Linked DNA regions of Sus scrofa: region 2 is linked to region 1. Evidence: chromatin contacts called from public Hi-C data. All regions are on one chromosome and are shown on one strand. Each heading gives the region's core, a stretch centred on a gene start, on an enhancer-like site or on the middle of the called end of the contact. The rest is flanking DNA. Distances are from core to core; before and after follow the strand shown. Region 1 holds the start of TYSND1 (peroxisomal leader peptide-processing protease). Region 2 holds the start of LRRC20 (leucine-rich repeat-containing protein 20).

Region 1 (4,873 bases), core at 389-2,888:
ATTGAGAAAAATGTCCGGGCAGAAGGCCCCGAACGGGGAGCCGCAGGCCAACAGCGGCGCGCCCTTGGGCACAGCCCCGAGAGGCGCCACCGCCACTATCGGCCCGCGCTCCACCGCCTCCGCCTCCCTCTCTGGGTCCGGCAGCACGCGCAGCAGCGCGAACCAGCCCAACGCTCTCAGCTGATCCTCCTCCTCCTCCTCCGACACCTCATCCTCCGGTGCGGCGCTTGCGAAATGCCACTGCTCGGCTGTCTCGCTGCCAAAGAGGCGCGCGAACTGGCCCCGGAAGATTGGGCAGCTCAGCAGCAGCAACAGCTCGGCGGGGCGCGGGGGCTGCAGCTGCCGCCCGCGGGGCCGGGCGGGCGGGCCAGGGTCCAGGCCGGCGCACTGGGGTGTGCACAGCCCAGCGCGGCCCCGCTCTGCGCGGCCTGCGGGACTTGCAGCCGTTGGGCCCCACTGCACGTGCAGGCGCAGGTCGTCACTGCAACTGTCTCCGGGTAGGAAGGCGGCGCCGGCCACAGTCAGTGCCCCGCTGCCGGCCCGCAGGAAGTGGGTGAAGATGCCTCCGTGGCACAGCACCAGGCCCGGGCGGCGGCTCAGGATCACCCCGCTGCAGCTCCATAAGCCCGCCTTCGGCTGCCCCGCCCGCGAGGCGCTCACCATGCAGCCCGCCTGCTCGGCCGCCCTCATGGCTGGCCCCCACTGCCGCCCCATGGCCTCTGGGACGGCACACAGGGGCTTCCAGGACTATGAGCGAGCGAGCGAGCAAGAACCGCGACAGAGACCGATTGACCACACGAAGGGCCACCCAAACCTGAAGGAGAGGTGCAGGCACTTGTCGCCAGTCTTCTTCGTCCGGCCGGATTGGCTGAGCCCCAGATGGCCTGTCCTGATTGGCTGGGCTAGGGGCCGAGCCCTGATTGGTTGCTGAGGCTGACCCCGCCTTTCCCCGTCCTAGTGGTTCAGATGGTGAGAGCTAGAGGGAGAGGCGGAACCCGAGGATCAGCTCCAGGAGTGAGACAGGAGTGTGGCTTTACCGGTAGAAGAGGCGTGCTGGTCCCTTGGAAGCCTAGTCTCGTCTCCGTTGGCTGCGCTACAGGAAAGACAATAGAAATGTGCGCTGACATGGCTAGACTTGCCCAGGCGAAGACAGGACCTGTCAGTATCAGCCCAGGTGTAGGGGACATCCGACCTCTGATGCCTGGGATAAGACGGGCAAGGAAATACTAGGCCCATTCAGTATTTTGAAATTCTGTAAGTAAACCCTACAGCAGTTTACTGGGGGGCATGGAGCTCACAAGGTTACACCTAGGGCCTTTTGATGACCCACACTACATATCTCATGGAAACCAGGTTTGCTCAAATAAAATTGCCCTTTAAAACTATGATGAACCTTAGCTTCAGCCAGTTTTTAATTATACAACCCTATAGTTTGCGGTATGCACATTTCACACAATGACATAACCACCATCCAAGATTTATCTAGGTTAGGAGTCGAATGATTTTTCTGTAAAGGGTCGAAGTGTAAATAACTCAGGTTTTGTGGGCCATACATTCTGCCTCACATACTCAGCTCTGCCTTTATAGCATGCAAAAGCTAAAGGAATGGGGTGGCTGTGTTCCAATAACTTTACTTATAGACTCTGAAATTTGAATTTCATATAGTTATCGCATGCCACAGAATTGCATTTTTTTTTTTTTCTCACAGGCCATACAAAAACAGGCAGCAGGCCAGATCTGGACCACAAGTTGTAGTTTGCCACCCCTGATCTAAGCTAATATAAAACATCCCTACTTTTCCAAAGAAATCTCTCTGAGGACAGAGGGACAAGGATGTTTTGAGGTCACTGCAGGATATCTCTGAAGGTCTGTTTATCGCAGTATCACTGAAGTACATAGTAATTTAAATAAGATTATTTTAGTACATATGTCAGCATTAATGGAAACCAATCACTACTTAAATTACATAACTCTTCTGCTTCAAATTTTTGAATAAACTATTGCTGCTTGGTGTATCCCCAGCACAATGCAGGGTAATGCTCATTGCTCCCAGTGACACAAACCTGTTTGAGAATGGGACATGTTGAAGACTCCACTACAGTATGATACAGGACTGATATAAGCAATCTTCCCTTAGCAGGTACTGTCGTCTTCTGGTTCTGTGACACAGAAGATGGCTCTATCACAATAAAAACTCTTTTAACTATTCCAACTTCCTAGCAATAGAGTTTCTCTCTGGAGTCCAGTGATTCTCCCTTAATGATGTGCAAGCCTCCAGTATGAAGTTATCAGTCATATTTTTCTGTTTATGGCACATCACAGTAGAGAGTCCCAAGTCATAGTCAACAGCCAAGATGAGACCCCCTTGAGTGCTGGGCTCATTGACTCAAGCCTTTAATTTTCATGTTCCACTCCAACTCAAATAACACAAATCCATATAAACATAAAATCCATGTAAACATGGACATTAGTTTCAATCACAAGATGCTTTCAATAATTTAATACCTAAAGAGAACCTGCTGCATTTTGGTCGCATTCTATTTTGCCACAGTACTTTGGTTTTAGAAACTCATTTGCGTTTGTTTAAAAGCAAGGCTTCCTATAAGCCTAGTAAATACACAAGCACAGATTTTAGCACTCCCCGTTTTGCTAAATGAAGAAATCAACTGCATCACTCCAATTTTGTATTCAATCATGAGTGAAATACAACTAAACTGAATCCAGTTCTAGGTAGCATGTTAATAAGAGATTTTGTTCAAAAGTCTGCCATGTCCATCCTGTTGCAAAAATGACCACCAACCCTGGGATCACCGAATGTTCCAAGGCTCTCAAATAGTACTTAATTTCTTCCCATAAGTGGGAAGAACTTTTGCTCCCCCCACCAACAAATTTCATGGCATGTTCAAATTCTGAACAAACCAATGCCAAAAAAAAAAAAAAAGAGAGAGATAGTAAATTTGTTTCAACTTTTTATTAAAACACTTAGGATACAGATTGACTTTCTTCTGTAAATGACTTTTACTTTTCCTGAAATAGGACATATATGCACTCTGATAAAACAGAATGAAAGGTTTCAATTCATGGAGTTCCCGTACAAAGCTTTGATTCTGTTAGGAAGCCAAACTCCTCACAGTAGCTTCTTTCCTCTACCTTATTATAGGAACTTTGTTTTCTGTGGGGCAAGAAATAAACTGGCACCACTTGATTTTTCAATCCCAACTCTTTCTCCAGTGGCCAAAATAAACCACTTTCACAAAGAGCTGCCCTGTATAGAATCCATAGTTTCCTGGCTTGCTACAAAGTGATTAGGGACAAATAGAAAACAAAAACAGGAAAACTAACACTGAGGCAATTATACCTCTCCTGTCTCTGAACAGAGAAGTATGGGTTACCTTTAGCCAAAGGAAATTAAAAGTACACACGTTAACTATCTAGTTCATTCATCGTTAGCTTGATTTGCTCACTTAAGGCTTTAACCCCTTTCCAAACCAGGTCTGCTTGCTAATAAATGAAAGGCATGTTCTTCCCAGCTTTATTCTGCATTTGGTACTGAGCAGTGAAAAAGTATGCTTTCCCAACAGGTCAGGACTAAAGACTAACAATGGGAAATGCAACAATACTCTCTCACCCAAGGAATATATTATCCACTTTCCCTGCCCTCATGTTAGGAGCAAGAATCCACTGAATTTAGTTCAGTCCTCTCCAAAAAAGCATCACCATCACAATTTTCAGTTTTTGAGGAAAATCCTCTAATCTTTTATTCATGGAAAAATGAAGATATTCTCCCATCTTGAGAATACGAGATCTCGTCCATCTCCTATCCCTTCATCCTTTACAAGGGCAGAATATTGGTTAAGATCATGAAAACCCAGTTTCACACATGGCATCAGGAAAATGGGATGCTCAAAAATAATCCTCAATACACTACTGTGGATGCTAAGGCTTTTATACCCGGTGCTTACTGACAAGCGATGCTGGCTCAAAAGGAACAGCTCTACACAAAGTTCTTGGATTAGCTTCCCCAGATTATTTCTGGACTGGAGAAAGGCAATTTCATAACACCCTCCCCCCTACCAAGAAAATAATAATAATAATAATAATCTGGAAAAGCTACAGAAGTTAACCTTTAAATACCAAAAATAAATTGATAGCCAATAAAAAGAGCTCAAGAAGAGTCCAATAAAGAGACCAAATTCTACAAATGGAAATTCTGAAGCCCATGGCATATATCTTTCCTAGATTCAAACAAATGCTCCAATACCAGACCTTTAAGTTCTCAACTCACAGAATTAAGACCCCTTAAGCTGTTAACTTTGTCCTGTGTGACTCTCACGTTCAGAAAAATTTCCCGTAGAATCTGCAAAAATGACTGAGACACACCTGCAATGTGTGATAACATGGGAGATGTTGTCTTTTATGAGGCGAAAGTCACTTTTTACAAATGAAAATGAAAAAGGTGCTACAGAGAGAAACGAAATTCACAACCACATAAAAGCAAAGACTGGCTGAAACCTGTAACTTTAAGAGTAAAAATAATAAAAACAACCCACCATAGAATTAACTCCTCTGCAGTGAACAATTTGCTGCACACGCCAGGATGAGGAATGACCCTGGCTCACCACAGTAGAAACTGACTTCAACTGCGAGGCCAGGGTTCTGCCCTTCCTAGTGCTCCGTACACAAGGTGGTGCCACTCACTAAAAGGCCGTTAGAGACAGGGGCGCTTCTCTCACCAGCCTCCTGACTCAAGCAGGAGTAAGTTCACTTGACTGAGCGCCAGCCCCCAATGTGTATCTGCGCATAATTTTATGAAGTATCTAAATGCCATTCACTAGATTTAAAAAAAACAAGAAAACAAACTCTGGACCAAGTT
Region 2 (5,131 bases), core at 616-3,115, 210 kb after region 1:
AGACATCCCTCTCCACAAAGTCCCAGCTCCTCTTTCCTCAGAGTGTGCACCACTGTTCTAAGGAATGTCTAAATCCAGCAAACATGTTCTATAAGGCCCACACTGAGGGAGTATAGGTACATAGACAGGGGATGAGCCAGAATGAGCTTTCCATCAGGTAAGAGAGACTAAGTGACAAGAAAGCAGAATAAGCCAGAAGCCACAACACCAGGCCTTAGGAGCATGTGTGCCCTCTGCCATGAAGGCACATGCTATGGCTGGGAAGAGGAGACAGAGCCAGGGGCTAAGCAGAGGCACCCAAAATGATGAGAGAAAGAGGGAGACAGACAGCCAGTCTGCCCCCAGATTAGTGGGGAAAGGCTGGAGGCCATCCTATCAATCTATTCTGTTTCTCTGCAAGGAACTAGGAAAGTCTTTTGAGGAGAGCAGCCTAATCCAACCAGTTTTCCCACACTAAGGCATTACTAATATGTGATTAAACCGGTACAGATGGTAAGTTAGGATCTAAAAGATGAAATGCCAGCAAAGAAGTTGCCCTGCTCTGTGAGAGCTGGTAATTCGGCCCTCCTGCATCTATAATCTGGTTTCACCTGGATACAAGGTTTGGGAAGGGTTGGTTTTTGCTTAAATACTGACTGCAGCCTCTGCTAGGGTTCCCACCCTCTTCAGTGAGAACTCTACCTTATCTGAAGCCCGGAGATCCGTGCAAAAGAGCTGCTGCGACACCACGCCTGCACCAGCTGCCCCTATATTTAGTTACTGGCGTGGTCACTTGGGAACTTTAGAGCCTGGTAGCCGCTCTGAAGGGCAACTCGAGCCTCTTGAGCCATGTGTGCAAGCTCCCCCTCACCAATGGCTCCAGCGGGGTTCTCTGGACCATGGCAAGGGACGGAGCTGCTGGGGAAGTGAGAAGCAGTCTTCTGGATCGGACCCAAGCAGCCCCGAAGGCCCACTCGAGGCCAGGCAGAGTTGACCCAATTTTCCTCCCAAAGAAAAGAAGCCCGCTGGGGCGTGAGCGGGACGGGCTGGCGTCTTGTTTTTGAGCCATGGGGTTCTCAGAGCCCCGCGCATGGCTCTCTACGAGCATCTAAGCATCCTCCGGCTGCGCCTCCCAGGATTGAGGGCGGTGGCCACTCCGGGGTCCCCACGCCTCGCGCTGGGGGCCTGCCTCACCGTCTTCCCCACCCCCCTGGTTCCCGCAGCCAATGGCTCCTCGTTGCCGGCCCTCCGCTCGCCGGGCAGGCGGGGACTGGGGAGAATAAAGCAGGCAGAGGGGGGAACGCTGGTGATCGCGGAGGCCCAGAGGCACGCCCTGGGACAGGCGTATGCAGCCCCCCAGAGAGAAAGCAAACCCCGAAAATGTGGCTTCAGGGACGAAATTTACGAGAGCCTCTCCCAACCGGGGCGCCTCCCGCGGGGAACGGAGATCCTCTCGCCTCCCCAGGCTCCCTATTCCCCGGTACCGCTGCGCCCGCTCCCCGAGCCAGCCGGGGTCTAGCTGCAGTCGGCAAGCCAGAGCGGTCGCGGCGCCGGGCCCCTGGGCACCGAAGAAACCTCAGCTGGTGCACCGCTTCTCCTTCCACCCGGTGACTTGGGGGAGGGGAGGGCACGCTGCAGAATTGGGGACACTTCTCTCTCTCCCCCAGCCCCTTGGGCGCTTAGCCTCAGACTCCGTTTACTTTGCGGGGCACGAAGGTGGGGCCCAGTTCCTGGCTGCTCTCTGCTCCACTTACGGCGACAATGCCTCCTAGCGCCCTGCGCAGCGCAGTCACGCTCCCTCGGCCGCCGGCGGCGCCCCATGCAACAGCAGCTCGCGGGAGCCGGCCGGGAGGGGCGCGAAGGGCTGCGGGTTCTGAGCGCGCTGCTGCGGGGCCAGTCGCTGGGCTAGGAACGGCGCGGGGGCGGGAGCATGCCGCCGAGTGCAGCCAATCAGCGCGCGGGTCCCCACGCCGCTCCCGGGAAAGGCGCGCCCGGAAAAGCTGCCCGCGCGCTCTCGTCCGCAGGGTGGATCCGCTTTGTATTCGACTTCTGGAGGGAAAAAGCTTAGCGGGGCGGGAGTGTAGACGGGAATGTGCAACAGATCCAGGATCAATAGGATTGAGCCTCCAGGTTTGTTTTTCTCAAGGTAGGGGAGTTGAATTAGCCAGATCAGGGGGACTTTGGGAAGCGTGAAGGTGGGGACTAGAGAGCTTTTCCCGTGATGCCTTCAAGGCGGCCGTTCTGTTTTCAGAGGCAATAATTCTGGTGACACGAAATTACTCTACGTCTCCAAATCCCAGTGTTGTTTCCTATTAAGATAGGGGTTAAATGTATAAATACCTACTTCACGGGGTCATTGTGAGGATTGCTACATGGAAAGTTACGTGCAGTGCCCAGCATGACGGGTCAGGGGAGGGGAGCTGCTTCTCAGGCCTAAATTTTCAGAGGATTCCCCATAGACTTTTTTTGGTCCTTCAAATTAGTGAAGTTTTTTCAGTTTTATTGAGGTATAGTTGATTTACAATGTTGCATTTAATTTCTGCTCTACAGCAGAGTGACTCAGTAATACACAATATATATTCTTTTTCATATTCTTTCCCATTATGGTTTAATGGACCATATTGAATATAGTTCCCTGTACTATACAGTAGGGCCTTGTTGTTTTTCCTCCCTGTAGACTCTTTACTAGGCTCTGTGAGGAACAGGAAAGAGATGAGGCCCCCACTCAACCAGCAATGACAGTCAGTGAGTCAAGTGTTCTGATAAACAGAAGCATGTATTAAGTATGTGTGAGTCCTAAAGAAAGAACATTTAATTCCACCCCTGGGGATTGGAGCAGTCAGAGAAGAAACCCACATTTGCCTGGGTCTTGATGGATGTTATGGGTTAATTTATGTCTCTCCCTTCCACCAAAAAAAAAAAAAAAAAAGGTATGTTAAAGACTTAACCCCCATACACATCCCCAGAAAATGATCTTATTTGGAAACAAGTTCATTGCAGATATAATTAGTTAAGATGAAGTCATACTGGCATAGGATGTGACTGGTGTTCTTGTAAGAAGAGAAGAGTTACACAGGCACACGGGGAAAGTCCATATGAAGATGGAGGCGGAGTCTGCAAACCAAGAAAACCCGGGGATTGTGAGCGAGGATGAGAAACAAAGAAGAGGCGTGAAACAGATTCTCCCTCAGAGCCTCCAAAAAGGAACCAACTCCTAGTCTCCAAAAACTGAGGAGAGAATAAGTGTCTCTTGTTTTAAGCTATCCAGTTTGTGGCAATTTGTTTCAGCAGCCCTGGGAAAATACAGAGGGTGAGTAGAAATAAAGGGAAGGGAATGAGAAACATCTCCAAGGAAGTCTTTCAGACCTGAATCCCTAGGGTATGCAAGGCCCTTAGAATCGGGTACAGACTCTGCCCTCAAGAGAGATGACCACTTGGGGCAGGGAGGGGAGAAGCCATGTTTTCTGACTCCTTGTGCTTCTCAGGAAGGTTATGAAAGTCTCTCCACAGTCTCATCATCACCCCATCCCTGGCATACATACCCAGGTACCAGATATAAATACATAGATCAAGGCCCATTCTGCCCAAGCCAAGATCCTTAGTATTTTAGACAAAGCAGATTCTGCTATTTCTGTTTCATTTAAAACCAGCCTTACATTTCTGGCCAACTTCTACATGTGACCATCTTCTCTCCCCTGCTAGGCCTTATGCAGACCTGGGATGGCCTGTACAGTGCTTCAACACACAAGGTAAGCAAGCACTCAGTAAATACCACTGATGGCTCCAGCCTGAGACCTCTCGTGTTCGTGCCTAACATCACTTAGCCTCCACTCCCAGAAATTTCATCCTGAACCCTCCTCCTCCACATGACTCCTCCCCAGCTCAAAGGCCACTTCTTCTCTTCCTGGTGTGTTTTCTCTCCAGAGCACTTGCTGCATCATTCCCATTAATATGGCACTTCTGCACAGGTCTTTTCTCCCAAGACTGCCTGATATGAAATTATCCTGAGCCAGAGCCTGGCATGTGCTAAGTGCTTGTATCAGTCAGGACATTTTTTTTTTTTCCTGCATAGTAGAACACCCCCAAACGTAGAGGTGGCTTAAAAATTATTTCGTTCATGGTTTTGTGGGTCATGATGTTAGGTTGGACTCCACTGGACAGTTCTCTCTCAGCTGGACCCCCTCGTGTTTCTGGGGTGGCTCCTAGGCAGCCAGAGGCTTTGCTTCTTGGGGGTGGCTAGCTGTCGACTCAGATAACTTGGCCACATGTTGCTCGTGCACCAGCATGAGCAGGCTCACGTGGAGCTGCGGGGTTCCAAGAGCAGGAGTATAATCATGAAGGTCTCTCAAGGCCTAGGCTCCAAATTGGCATGTGTCATTTCCATAGTTGTGTTGATTAAACCAAGTCACAATGCCTCCCAGATTCAAGGGTGGGGAAATAGTCTCCATCTCCTGATGGCAGGAGCAGCAAAGTCACATTGCGAGGAGCATGGATACAGGGATGAGATGGAGAATTGGGGCTAGTTTTGCAATCCCCTGCAGTACTCAATAAATATTCCCACACTGTCTAGTATATAGTGGATGCTGCTCAGTAAATATTTATTATCAGTGCTAAGATTTTCAATGGCAATGTTTACAGACTTCACTCAACACAAATAATTGGCAATTTTTTTTTTTTTTTTGTCTTTTTGCTATTTCTTTGGGCCGCTCCCGCGGCATATGGAGGTTCCCAGGTTAGGGGTCTAATCAGAGCTGTAGCCACTGGCCTACGCCAGAGCCACAGCAACGCGGGATCCGAGCCGCGTCTGCAACCTACACCACAGCTCACGGCAACGCCGGATCCTTAAGCCACTGAGCAAGGGCAGGGACCGAACCCGCAACCTCATGGTTCCTAGTCGGATTCGTTAACCACTGTGCCACGATGGGAACTCCAGTAATTGGCAAAATTTTATCCCTAACTCATAGGATATCTATTACCAGCTTCAGGTTCAGAGTAGTACATGAGGGAATTCCCACTGTGGCTCAGCAGGTTAAGAACCTGACATAGTGTCCATGAGGATGCAGGTTCAAAATCTGGCCTCGCTCAGTGGATTAAGGATCCCGCCTTGCCACAAGCTGTGGTGTAGGTTGCAGACGCAGCTCGGATCTGGCAT

What was found. Hi-C and Micro-C count contacts between places; a contact is called where the count stands out from the background.
Region 2: a Hi-C map of skeletal muscle shows a contact between it and region 1, with 3 times the contacts expected there. The contact joins the promoter of LRRC20 here to the promoter of TYSND1 in region 1. A contact is called at or near these places in 3 of 47 Hi-C or Micro-C datasets (embryonic fibroblasts, heart right ventricle and skeletal muscle) and 1 of 2 datasets of contacts at active chromatin or transcription factors (alveolar macrophages).

Annotation. Positions count from the first base shown.
Region 1 is chr14:73,087,980-73,092,852 of Sscrofa11.1, forward strand. TYSND1 (peroxisomal leader peptide-processing protease) reads right to left here and starts at 1,639. Exons shown (of 5, transcript XM_001927343.6): 1 at 1-1,639. The coding sequence starts at 714. It also overlaps a transcript of SAR1A not described here.
Region 2 is chr14:73,294,795-73,299,925 of Sscrofa11.1, forward strand. LRRC20 (leucine-rich repeat-containing protein 20) reads right to left here and starts at 1,866. Exons shown (of 5, transcript XM_001925274.5): 1 at 1,734-1,866. It overlaps LOC110256844, which reads left to right and starts at 981. Exons shown (of 1, transcript XM_021073886.1): 1 at 981-3,100. The coding sequence starts at 1,070. The coding sequence ends at 1,498.